Linked DNA regions of Callithrix jacchus: regions 2 and 3 are each linked to region 1. A link is a contact called in public Hi-C data. All regions are on one chromosome and are shown on one strand. The core of a region is the stretch at or near the end of the contact, and the rest is flanking DNA. Distances in the headings are between cores, read along the strand shown. Region 1 has its middle 260 kb from the start of SEPTIN10. Region 2 overlaps SH3RF3 (SH3 domain containing ring finger 3). Region 3 overlaps SH3RF3 (SH3 domain containing ring finger 3).

Region 1 (4,201 bases), core at 1,600-4,099:
TGCAGCTGTGGGCACTCGCACACCCGGAGCTGCGTTTTCCTAACAGCCCTGGTCTATGTTTTATAACGTGGTTTTCTGAATCCACAGCAGAAGCTCCATATTTACCAGCTCAGAGCCGTAACCAAGTTATGAATCATAATAAAATTCCAGAAACAGCCAGAGTCCAGCAAATGGGAGTTCCTGGGGAGTTACATAAGCTCGGAATCTGGCCCAAGGAGCTTGATGCTGAGTTTAAGTTTCAACCAAACTTCAGAGCTGCAAGAGCACGTGATGGAGTGACAGAAACCAGGGTTACTGCCTTTCTGAGGGTCGTGGGAACATGCCCGCATTAAGGCCCTTCTCCATTCTAGCTTCAAGCAGTGAGGAGAACTCTGACAGGTGGCTGCAGGCTTGCTGGGGACCAGAAGGCCCCCAGGCCCAGGGGGCTGGCTGGGCCCCATACAGGCTGCTTACTCTTCTAGGATTTGCCCATCGGCCACCATCATGGTGGTCCCCTGGGGTGGCTGAAGTGCTTTGTTGGATGCTAAGGTTAGAATGTGGCTGTGGGTGAGGGCTTGGTCTGCTGGTGACACCCATTCTTCTATAACCCTGGCCACAGGCTCCTTAGCCACAAGCTGGCTCTAGGGAGGTGAGGGGCTCTGGGGAGGTGAGGGGCTCTGGGGAGGTGAGGGGCTGTAGGGAGGTGAGGGGCTCTGGAAAGGTGAAGGGCTCTGGGAAGGTGAGGGGCTCTAGGGAGGTGAGAGGCTCTAGGGAGGTGAGAGGCTCTGTGGAGGTGAGGAGCTCTGGGGAGGTGAGGGACTCTGGGGAGGTGAGGGACTCTGGGGAGGTGAGGGGCTCTGGCGACGTGAGAGGCTCTGGGGAGGTGAGGGGCCCTGGGGAGTTGAGGGGCATTAGGGAGGTGAGGGGCTCTGGGGAGGTGAGGGCCTCTGGAGAGGTGAGAGGCTCTGGGGAGGTGAGGGGCCCTGGGAAGGTGAGGGGCCCTGGGGAGGTGAGGGGCCCTGGGGAGGTGAGGGGCATTAGGGCGGTGAGGGGCCCTGGGGAGGTGAGGGCCATTAGGGAGGTGAGGGGCTCTGGGGAGGTGAGGGGCCCTGGGGAGGTGAGGGGCATTAGGGAGGTGAGGGGCCCTGGGGAGTGAGGGGCATTAGGGAGGTGAGGGGCTCTGGAGAGGTGAGAGGCTCTGGGGAGGTGAGGGGCCCTGGGGAGGTGAGGGGCATTAGGGAGGTGAGGAGCTTTGGGGAGGTGAGGGGCTCTGGGGAGGTGAGGGGCTCTAGGGAGGTGAGAGGCCCTGGGGAGGTGAGGGGCTCTGGGGAGGTGAGGGGCTCTGGGGAGTGGAGGGGCATTAGGGAGGTGAGGGGCTCTGGGGAGGTGAGGGGCCCTGGGGAGGTGAGAGGCTCTGGGGAGGTGAGGGGCCCTGGGGAGGTGAGGGGCATTAGGGAGGTGAGGAGCTTTGGGGAGGTGAGGGGCTCTGGGGAGGTGAGGGGCTCTAGGGAGGTGAGAGGCCCTGGGGAGGTGAGGGGCTCTGGGGAGGTGAGGGGCTCTGGGGAGTTGAGGGGCATTAGGGAGGTGAGGGGCCCTGGGGAGGCGAGGGGCCCTGGGGAGGTGAGGGGCATTAGGGAGGTGAGGGGCCCTGGGGAGGTGAGGGGCATTAGGGAGGTGAGGGGCCCTGGGGAGGTGAGGCGGCACAGACTACAGCCCCCATGGGCACCCTCCTCCCTCCCTCCCTCCCTGTGGTCCTCCTCCTGCCAAGCCTCATCTATGCAGGTGTGCTAGAACAGGGAGAAGGATGTGTGTGCACACATGCAAGTGCTGTGTGTGTGTGTGTGTGTGTGTAGTGTGTGCAGTTTCTGTGTGTGCATGTGCATAGTGTGTGCATGTGTTTGTACATGCATGTGGCTTACATGGTGCATGCATGCAGTGTGTGTGTATGTGCATGTGTGTGTGCATGGTGTGTGTACATGTGGTATGTGTATGTGTGGAGTGTCTATGTGTGTGCATGAGTGCGGTGTGCATATGGCATGTATGCATGTGGAGTATGCATGCATGTGTACATATGTGGGGTGTGTGCATGCACATGAGGTGTGTGTGGCGTGGCAGGTGTGAATCAGTGGGGCCTGGGTGCTACTGTGTGCTGTGCAGGTGCTTTCTTTTGGGAAGTAACTCCAGGGCATGGGAGTGGAAGTTTGGGGCATTGTGCCAGGGAAGGAGCTGGGGCAGCACGGCATGGGGTGCCTCAGAACTGCCCCAGGAAGGGCAGCATATCCATCTGCTGGCTCCTTTGGGCCCTGCGCCTTCAGCGATGTGCAGGGAAAGGGCTGTGTGGGCTCCTGCGGGCTTCCCACCCTTGGGTGCTTGAGAAGCCACCTCAGGACAGAAACAGGCTGCCAGAGCCCTCACATGCAAGATGGTTGCCATGGCAGTGGCCAAAGTCATGATGGGCCCCTAGAGCTGGAGGTGAATGAACAGCAGGTGGCTGTTCCCCTGCTGGCCCATGAGGGGATGGGCAAGGGTCAGGGTCAGAGTCAGGTGAGGGATAGTGGGTCTCAGGGCACCTGGGAAAGACAGGAGCACCTGGGAGGGGAAAGCCAAAGATGCTACCCAAGGGCTCTCCAGGGTGCCCAGCCTGCCCGGCTTCTTTTTCTTGCTCAGCCTCTGTGGATGACTTGCCTCCCACAGGGCCCAACAAGCCGGCTCCAGTCAAGAATGTCCCGGAAAAACCTGGAGTGTAGACAGAGAGACACACAGTGAAGACCAGGAGACCAGGGGTGGCTGCAGTAGACCAGGGAGGGTGGCGGGGGGACTTGTGGTGTTAAAATCCCTGGGTACCCAGTGTGGTACAGAGCAGATCCCAGGCAGCCTGGGCCACATATGCCTGGCAGGACCATCTCTGGGCACACCTGGACCTGACTCAGGAGGGGGCAGGAGGGTGGCAGAGGCCACAGTGAGAGGTGAAATCAGCTGCACCATGTGTTGGTTTGCTGGATGTCAGGAGGAAGGACACATTGGGAGCACCCAGGGAGCAGCAGGGAGGCAAGGCAGGGAGGGCTGGTGGAGGTGCCAGGGCACATGGGGCTCACATGTCAGTCGCTGAGGCATGCACATGGCAAAGGACAGTGGGACCAGGGCCCAGAAGGAGGAGGGCCAGGGTTCCATGCCAGAGCCAGGAGGAGTTTCCAGCAGGCCGAAAAGGGCAGACAAGCCCCCTAAAGGCATTCTGGATGTTGAGACAGATGTCACAGCCCTCACCAGAGTTGCAGAGAAAGTTCATTGCCACACGTGATGGGGCTCCCGTGTGCCCTGGAGATGGGTCTGGTGCCCAGCTCAATTCCCACCTGGAAGTCCCGGCAAGCTCTGGGCAGCAACGCCACTCTAGACAATTTTGTAGCACGTGTGCATCAGCACCTTCTGCGGGCAGCACCGCTTCAGGCACCAGGAGGCACACATGGAGGCCACCCCACCTCGGCCTCCTGAGCATGCCCTCCCAGGGATGCAGGACCTCACCTTTCTTTCTGGCCACCCCCCATTCCTTATTTGGGGGTGTGGGGCAGCAGCCATGAAAATGCAGGGAGAGTGTGGACGAGAACTTGTGGGGCAATTCCATAGAAGAGACCTCAGTAGTAGATGAGACAGCCCTGTCTTCAGTCTCACTTTGGATCACAAAGCCAGCTGGAGACAGAAGCGGGGCTAGAACCTGCCCCTGACCTTTGGGGAGGTGAGGGGCTCTGGGGAGGTGAGGGGCTCTAGGGAGGTGAGAGGCCCTGGGGAGGTGAGGGGCTCTGGGGAGGTGAGGGGCTCTGGGGAGTTGAGGGGCATTAGGGAGGTGAGGGGCCCTGGGGAGGCGAGGGGCCCTGGGGAGGCGAGGGGCCCTGGGGAGGTGAGGGGCATTAGGGAGGTGAGGGGCCCTGGGGAGGTGAGGGGCATTAGGGAGGTGAGGGGCCCTGGGGAGGTGAGGCTTGTGCCCCTCCCCAACCCTCCCTGCAGGCCCCCACCCTCTGCTGGTGATCTGAGCCTTGCCACAGCAGCCATTGGCCTTAGCTAGTTGCCATGTGGTCCTGGCACCTCCAGGTGGGCAGATTCTCCTAGCCTGGCTGCAAGAATACCACTCCTCAGGCCACCAATCGCCAGCCTGCTGGCCCAAGCAGAGGCACACTGGATGGGGGAGAACTTTTTGTTCTTTTTGATCAGAGTATGTTACCACCATGTG
Region 2 (3,835 bases), core at 391-2,890, 310 kb after region 1:
CACTGGCAACTCCACGGAGGAGCCAATGGAAAGGAGGCTGCTGGCGGTGAGCTCTGCTGCAGGGCCTAGGAAGGCCTCTGAGCAAACAGATGCCCACTGAGGACACCTTGCTGCAAAACCCCAAATACAGGTGTAGGATAGGCTCCTCCGGGTGACTCTGTGGATGGTGTGTTCTGGAGTTTCTTATTCTGTTCTCCTGTAAAATAGAAACGTTTCATACTAACGGAGTCACCTTAAGAGCATGTGGGGAATGTCTGTAGTATTTCCTCCACATCACCAGGGCTTGGAAGGAAAATGTCAGTTTCTTGCCCTTGGCACTGGTGACATTTCTCCGTGGGGGGCTGTCCCATGCATTTCAGCATATTCTGCAGCATCCACCCCACCTTAGCTATGACAACCAAAACTGTCCTCAGACACTGCAAACATCCCTGGGGACACGTGCTGTACAGCTGGTGCTATGTATGAAGTTTCTATACACTTAAGCCTTCTATATCAAAGCACTAATCCCCAAGACAGTTTTAAAAATGGCACTGTGTAGAAAAGTTCAAGATGGTGCTTAAGGCCACTGTGTAAATACAGTCATACACCACATGAAGACCTTGCGGTCCATGATGACGGCATATACCATGGCGTCCCATAAGATTATATTGTTACTGTACCTTTTCTGCGTTTAGCTACACAAACATTTGCCGCTATGTCTCAACCACCTATGGTGTTCAGTACAGTCACATGCTGCTCAGGTTTGTAGCCGGGAATACAGGCTGTGCTACATAGCCTAGTTGTGTCGAAAGCTGTACTTCCTAAGTTTGGTATCAGGAGGCGAGGCCTTTGGGAGGTGATTAGGTCATGAGGGTGGAGCCTTCATGAATGAGATTAGTCCCCTTTAAGTGACAGGAAAAATTTTCTCTATCTCCACCATGGTAGGAGCAAGATGCTGGCTGTCTACAAACCAGGAAGAGAGCCCTCACTGGGAATAAGACCTGCTGGCAGCTTGACCTTGGACATCCCACCTTCAGGAATGTGAGAAATAAACGTCTCATAGAAATAGATGTCTGCTGTTTAAGCCACGCAGTGTATGGTGTTTTGTTACAGCAGCCTGAGAAACTCAACCGGCATCCTCCAATCTGTGCTGGGCATGGTACCCTAAATGTAGCCCACTGTGCCCCTCCACCTCTTGTATGTACCCCTTGCTCACTAGGTTTTATGTTTAAGTTGTCACAGGGATGTGTGAAGCAATCCTATCTTGCACTGTTGATAATTTACTCCTCAGGGTCATAAATTTCTCTGTCATTTACAGACGACACTGCAGCTGTGATCTCACAGGGCTTAGATCACAGGGTGGCTGGTTGGTTTGCTTCCATTTACAACCTATGCAGGCCATGTCTTGAGGGTCCCAGGAGGTCCCTGCTGTGGCCATCCCTGCATTGGATGGCCTGGCCCTTTCAGTCCCTTCTTAGCACCTCCTGTGTCAGGCAGAACAGCAGCCCTCCCAGAATGAGGCCAAGTGCATCCTGGCATCCCTGCATCCCAAATGACCGATGAATTATCCTGGAGACACCCCCACCAGGACCCTGAGATTCCACAGAGGGTTAGCAGGAAAAGCAAGAAGACTACTGCCTTCCTGGGCCCCCGGGCTGCATGGGTTCAAACCCAACCTCTGCCTCTACTAGCTATGTGGCCTTGGGCCAGTTCTTCCAGCTCTCTGTGCCTCAGTGTATTCATCTGCAGAAGAGAGAAAACTTGCACCCACTCACAGGGCTATGGTGAGAGTTAAGGGAACTCAAACACCTATTCCGTACACAGGTTCCCCCTTTGCAGGGGGAGCCTTCACGCTACTACGCAGGTAGTGCCAGCCTCTATGATGTGCCGGGGTCCTCAAAGGATGTCCATCTGGGCCTACCTCTTCCTCTTGGAGGGATCTCCCTGTGAGCTATGCCCCAAACAGTCAGTAGTAATAGTGTACGCCACTGCCACCCGGACTCATTTGGCCACAAGTAGGCCCAGAAGGCCACAGGGCATGTGGTGCAGCTCCCCTCTCCCATAGGAGCACACACCAGCCCAGGATTCACACAGCCAGCCCCTCACTGCGACCAGACCTCAGCCAGCCAGGCCAGGTACAGCTGCAACCACAGCCCAGCAGCACTCAGAGTTTCAAGGCTGATGCCACATCCAGCCACATGATATGGGGCCACTCTTGCAGGACAAACCCACAGACCTCTCAGCACAGGTGCTAAGCAGCTGGTCCCAAGCACTCTGCAAACAGACTGTGGGGGAGTCACTTGCATCCTTCTCCCTTATAGGGCTACTCAGGATGGAAGAAGGGCTGCGGGAGCCATGCCACAGCAGAAGGCTGCCCGCCACAGGATTAAATGATGGTAAGGACCAGTAGCAGGACCCAGCCAGGCCAGCAAGCCACAGCCCAACACCAGGTCATAGGGCCAGGGGAGCTTCCCAGGGGCCCAGGAGAACAGCTGGTGCCAGATGGTGGACAGTTTCTGCCATCCCAAATACCCCAAATGCCCCAACATGGCCTTGAGGATGGACAAGGCCTCCAGGCTGCAGCTCTGCCATGGCCAACCAGCCATGTGACCCTGAGGGAGACATGTACCTGCCAGCCTCTGTCCCTCATCCCACTAAAGGAGGCTTAGAACCAGTGGTCTGCATTCCCTCTGGGGCCCTTCAACATCGCCTGGATTCCCACTTTGGAAAAACACGTGTGCCTACAGATTTGCCACTGCAAATGGAAGTTTCTGGTGGTGTCTCCAAAAGGCCCACAAGATGGACGAGGTACCTGGCCCTTCTCACTGCAGGGCAGGGTGCTCAGTAATGAGGCAATGCAACCCTGAGAGGTGGAAGGGAAATTCGAGAGACCTTCCAAATGCATAGCCGGACTCCATGCTGGGATCAGGTGACACAAATCAGCAGGTATTTAAAAGTAGACGGGAGATTTTGAGAAGCCCAATAACCCACAGGAAACCCAAAGTCTATTTTTAAATGCCTTATCAGAAGTCCAGGTCAAATGAATACCAAAGAAAAACAAAAATAGCAAGTGCTTAGAAAAATAAGACGCAAATGTGGAGCTCCATGGCACACGGTCAGAGGCTGCCTGCGGGGAAAGAGGCATCCTTCCAGAAAGCGATGCAAAAATAGCTCCAGCAAGGGAAGCCTATCAAGCGTGCCAGGGTTAGGTGCAAATGGGAACTTAATTAAGCAGGCCTCCAAAGAACATGGGTTTCCACAATAAAGCCTACAGCTCTTTATGTGGCCAGCCCGAGAAGGGGCGGTGCTCGACAGTTGATACTCAGGCATGAGTGGCAGATGCTGGTATCCACAGGCCAGGGCCTGCCTGGTCCCGGAGGGCAGAGAAGCTCAGCAGCAGCTCCTCACTCGCCCCTTGTCCTGGCTGGCATCCTTTGTTCCTCCCGGGGACTGCCTGCCACATGATCCCAGCTATGGGACCCTCCCTGTTCCTATGGACTGCGGTATAGGCAGATGACATCTATCACTCTCCTAGCCCCATCTCCAATGAGCTTATTACTTCAGAGAGAACCAAATTGTCCTGTTGTTTTCTATTAGTTTTTATCCTTCCGCCAGCTACAAATATATTTGTAAAATGTTCTTTTCAATCAAAGAACCGAGGTATTAGGATTCCTTTTAAAAACTATCTTCCCTTTCCATTTTCGTTTCCCTCGCTTATAAAACACTGTGTGTTCTCAAAATCCAAAAACAAGAATCTTGGAGTCAAGGTTCTCTCCCCAGTTATTCTACTTTCTCCCTTTCTTGGGTTTTTTTTTTTTCTCTTTTCTTTTCCAAATAGCATTTTTAAAAATTGAGT
Region 3 (3,997 bases), core at 58-2,557, 370 kb after region 1:
CTATCAAGAGCATTTTCCTCAGCAAATGCCTGCTGATGTGTTTTTTTTAATGCATCTCAAAAATACCATGTTAACTGTAAAAGATAGAGATTAAATACAGATTGAACTGAAATGCATGCTAGAAACAACTACAAAACTGAGCCCCGAATTTGTCATGCTCCAGCAAGCAGGCAGGCTCTCAAAAGCCAGGAGGAAGAAACAATTGAATAGAATTCTGCTCAGTTCAATCACACCAAGCAGCCTGATTCTAGGCAGCTGTAGACAAGCTATTGTGTCCTATGGATGACAGAGGTGGGCTCGTTTTCAGGACAGCTTGCCAACAGGCTGGATCAGCAGCTGAGCAGGATTATTCTCCCCTGCTGTTTTTTTTAAAGCAGATTATGGCTTAGACATTTTTTCTCTTTTAATGAAGCTTGTAAAAATCAGGAACACTACCTCTGATAACAAAGATAAACTTGGAATAAATTTAAAAAGGAAACCAACAGACTCAAGCAACTACTCAGCATAGAGGCCCAGTAATGCTTGACAATCCAGTTTCCACAACATAGGCTGACTGAATCTAGAAGCAAAGCATGCTATCAGACTCACAACATACATACCCCCACGCACATCCACATCCACACATGTGCACACACACATACACACATACGCCCTTAATTTAGAATACTAAATACCACAAATCCACCAGCAGCAAGGCAGGCACTCTGAGGTATGCCTCATGCGTGATAAGAGACTCCAAGGTTTTCCTATTAGAATAGGCCCTGAAACGACAGCCAGTCATATGTGCCAGGCACTGCACTGCGAGTACTTATCCCATTTATCCAAAGAAGCAGATAGCATCCCTAATTCACTGACAAAAAGGCTCAGGAAAGCTAGCCCATTTGCCCAGTGCATACGGTGAGGAAGTGGGAAGCCAGAATTAAAACCACATTCAGGCAGGGCGTGGTGGCTCATGCCTGTAATCCCAGCACTTTGGGAGGCAAAGTAGCGCAAATCACGAGGTCAAGAGATCGAGACCATCCCGGCCAACATGGTGAAATCCCGTCTCTACAAAAATACAAAAATTAACTGGGCATGGTGGAGCATGCCTGTAGTCCCAGCTACCCGGGAGGCTGAGGCAGGAGAATCGCTTGAACCCGGGAGCTACAGGTTGCAGTGAGCCAAGATCGGGCCACTGCTCTCCAGACTGATGACAGAGCAAGACTCCATCTCAAAAAAAAAAAAAACACTTTTAGTGGGATTCCCACTACCTCTTCCCCTCCTTCCATATGCCCTGGGGGAGGCAGCAGGCCATCGCCTCAGGAGGGAAGGCAGTCCTGTGTGCCGACTTCAGACACCAGCCTAAAAGGCAACACTGTCCCCAGAGATATGAAGGAAGCATGGGGTTGGGGCTGGGTCACCATTTGCTCACTGACTTGGAGACCAAGTATAAGGGGAAGAAATCCTACTGTGTCCAGGGTGTTGTCATGGGGCTGTGACATCTGAAGCCACAGCCTCTATTTGAGACCTAGTAGGTGGGGCTGAGAGTGAAGCCAACACAGAAGCAGAGCAGAAGGGAAGAACAAGTGTGGATCAGTCACTTACATATTAATAGAGCTGTCTGTCACCTGAGGCCAAAGCCACAACAGATTTGATGCTGTTTCCTGTGGGTCACACCGCTCTGCACACTCTGGGTTTACAAGACAGCAGCCTTGCACAGAAGAGCATCTGTAGCCGTGGGTGCAGTGAATGCAAGGGGTGGCTGTTGCTTATGTTTAGAACCTTGCTACTAACGAGCTGAGCCTGTGGTAGAGTAAGAGGAGTCCTAACCGAGGCCAAAGTTAATCTTCCAAGAAACACCCTTTTTAACTGCGTGCCACTCAGCAAGAAAATTATGGAGCCTTGATTTCTTTACCTATATAACTAGCGACCTCACCAAGTTCCAGTAAGAATCAGATGAACTACACTTTAACACTCTTCAACCCTTAGCCACAGCAAAGGCTTCAGCCACGCCTGGTGCCCAGTGGGTGCTCAATGAATGATAATTTAGATTATTTACTCTCTGGCTACAAACTGCTATTTCCACTTCTGAAAAGGACTTCGCTGTAACTCAGCTGTCACATCAACCACTTGTCTGCTCTCTTGTGAGCTGTCTGGTTTTTTGTGAGGACCCCAAGTGCTAGCCTATTCCTCTGGAGTCCTTACTACATTCAAGACCAAACCACGACAACACCCCAACCATCCAGCCAAGCTGGACAGAAGGGCAGAGGAACGGAATCCTAACTCAATCACTTCCTAGCTCTCTATCTGACTTGCCCATATATCCATCTCTCTGGGCCTTAAAATAATAATTACGCCAGCCACTTGGCAGGATTACTGTGAACTTTCCATAAGGTGATACATGTCAAAGTGTCCAGCATGCTGCAGGCACTCAGTAAACGCTCAACAGAAAATCTCGGGTATAAGCAGTTCAACTGTCAAGAACCAAAGAACACGGTAAGTAGCTTCCAGATATCATAGACACCCTCCATCCTGGTCTCCACTAGCTGATCAGCTGGACTAAACACATTCCACGTCCTCTGTAACACAGAAGTCACCCACACCCACCAGAGGCTACAACCTGGCAAGGTTGGGCCAGCCACTCCTGCCTGGGGAGGCCTGTGCTTGTCAGGGATATGTTGTCCTTATTCCCAACTATTTTAATGCAAGTTATATTCATAATGCTAAATATGCACCATACTTCAATAGCCTGTAACCAGGGAAGAAGCTTGAGTAAAAAAAAAGAAATGTTGCCCCTTGGAAAATCAAGATGACCGTTAGGAAAGACTCAACCAAGGGAGATTGCTTTAAAATGGTCAAATCAGGTGTAAACAAGAACATCAACATTAGTGGGGAGGGCCTATTTAAAATCTAGAAGATGCTCTACTCAAAATTCTTTGAAAGTCTTAGTCTTCACTCCATTTGAAAGAAACAAATAGAAATTCATAAAAGGTGACTGGTTTCAGCTAAAAAGACAATTTGGAACTCAAAGAAAGGTCCTCAGCCCTGTACCCCCCAAAATGGTGAAATAATCATATATGTGTGTGCTTAGAAAATAAAATATTTAACATATATAATTTTATCATTCTCCAACTTAAAATATTTTTCCATTATTAAGTCCCAGTCACAATGTCAAAGAGACATAGAAGAGATTTTCAAAGAGATCCAATGTGAACATATACCATTGTACCTCAAAATACAAAATACAGATACACTAATTTGGCTCTAATGCCTACTTTTATGTCATCAAAGGCACTCCCTAAGCTTTCTAGAGTTATTTAATTTGTGACAATGTCCTTCCTTGTAACCCTCACAGAATTCTGGATTGACACCAGTCAGTGCCCTCGAGTACCTTCTGAGAGCTGGGGCAGACAGCTTACATTCACCACCCCTAATACCAGCTCCGTCAAGAAAGCCCAAGGCAGTCTTGTTCACCTATAATAGTGCCTAGTGCAGTCTAGGCGAACTGCAGACGATGTTCTATATAAGCCCAAATATAAGTCAAGGATTTAAATTTTTTTCAAAAAAAATTGGTATTGTCTTATATTTGAGTCCTTATTAAATCACATTAAAAAGCATGCTTTGAATTACTCAATGTGGAACCACAAAACCCTTTCAGCAAGATTCTCACTGCACTGAATCAATTTGATTGATGCTAGCTTGGGACATTAAAGGGATTTTCTTGCAAAATTGTGAAAACAAAACAATAAACAAACAATTTAGCCTGAAAAATTTAGCATACATTAGCAATTGCAAGGGTTGGATAATACCATTAAAATAGGACTTTTTAAAGATCACTTTCAGAAGTAACACATATGAACATACTTTAAGAAGCAACACACATATAATATTTGCCAACAGGCAAATAAAAAGACCAACAGTCCTGATCTTAGGGTATGGGTACTTGTCACTGGGTATAAGATTTCCAGGGGCAGCATCCTTAACTGACTCCAAAAAAGCACTTTATCTCAAATGGCTC

The links. Hi-C and Micro-C count contacts between places; a contact is called where the count stands out from the background.
Region 2: a Hi-C map of skeletal muscle shows a contact between it and region 1, with 4 times the contacts expected there. The contact joins two enhancer-like sites. A contact is called at or near these places in 2 of 3 Hi-C or Micro-C datasets (induced pluripotent stem cells and skeletal muscle).
Region 3: a contact with region 1 is called in a Hi-C map of skeletal muscle, with 9 times the contacts expected there. The contact joins two enhancer-like sites. A contact is called at or near these places in 3 of 3 Hi-C or Micro-C datasets (induced pluripotent stem cells and skeletal muscle).

The regions. Positions count from the first base shown.
Region 1 is chr14:19,617,617-19,621,817 of calJac240_pri, forward strand. No RefSeq gene overlaps it. Among named protein-coding and RNA genes, the nearest start is that of SEPTIN10, 260 kb to the left of the region's middle. Within about 2 kb of position 2,850, at least 2 of the 16 cell types and tissues checked have an H3K27ac peak or open chromatin away from gene starts, as enhancers often do. A contact at or near this core is called in skeletal muscle, where this site is marked.
Region 2 is chr14:19,928,896-19,932,730 of calJac240_pri, forward strand. The region is part of intron 1 of SH3RF3 (SH3 domain containing ring finger 3); the gene reads right to left. Among named protein-coding and RNA genes, the nearest start is that of SH3RF3, 63 kb to the right of the region's middle. Within about 2 kb of position 1,641, at least 1 of the 16 cell types and tissues checked has an H3K27ac peak or open chromatin away from gene starts, as enhancers often do. A contact at or near this core is called in skeletal muscle, where this site is marked.
Region 3 is chr14:19,985,199-19,989,195 of calJac240_pri, forward strand. The region is part of intron 1 of SH3RF3 (SH3 domain containing ring finger 3); the gene reads right to left. Among named protein-coding and RNA genes, the nearest start is that of SH3RF3, 6.2 kb to the right of the region's middle. Within about 2 kb of position 1,308, at least 1 of the 16 cell types and tissues checked has an H3K27ac peak or open chromatin away from gene starts, as enhancers often do. A contact at or near this core is called in skeletal muscle, where this site is marked.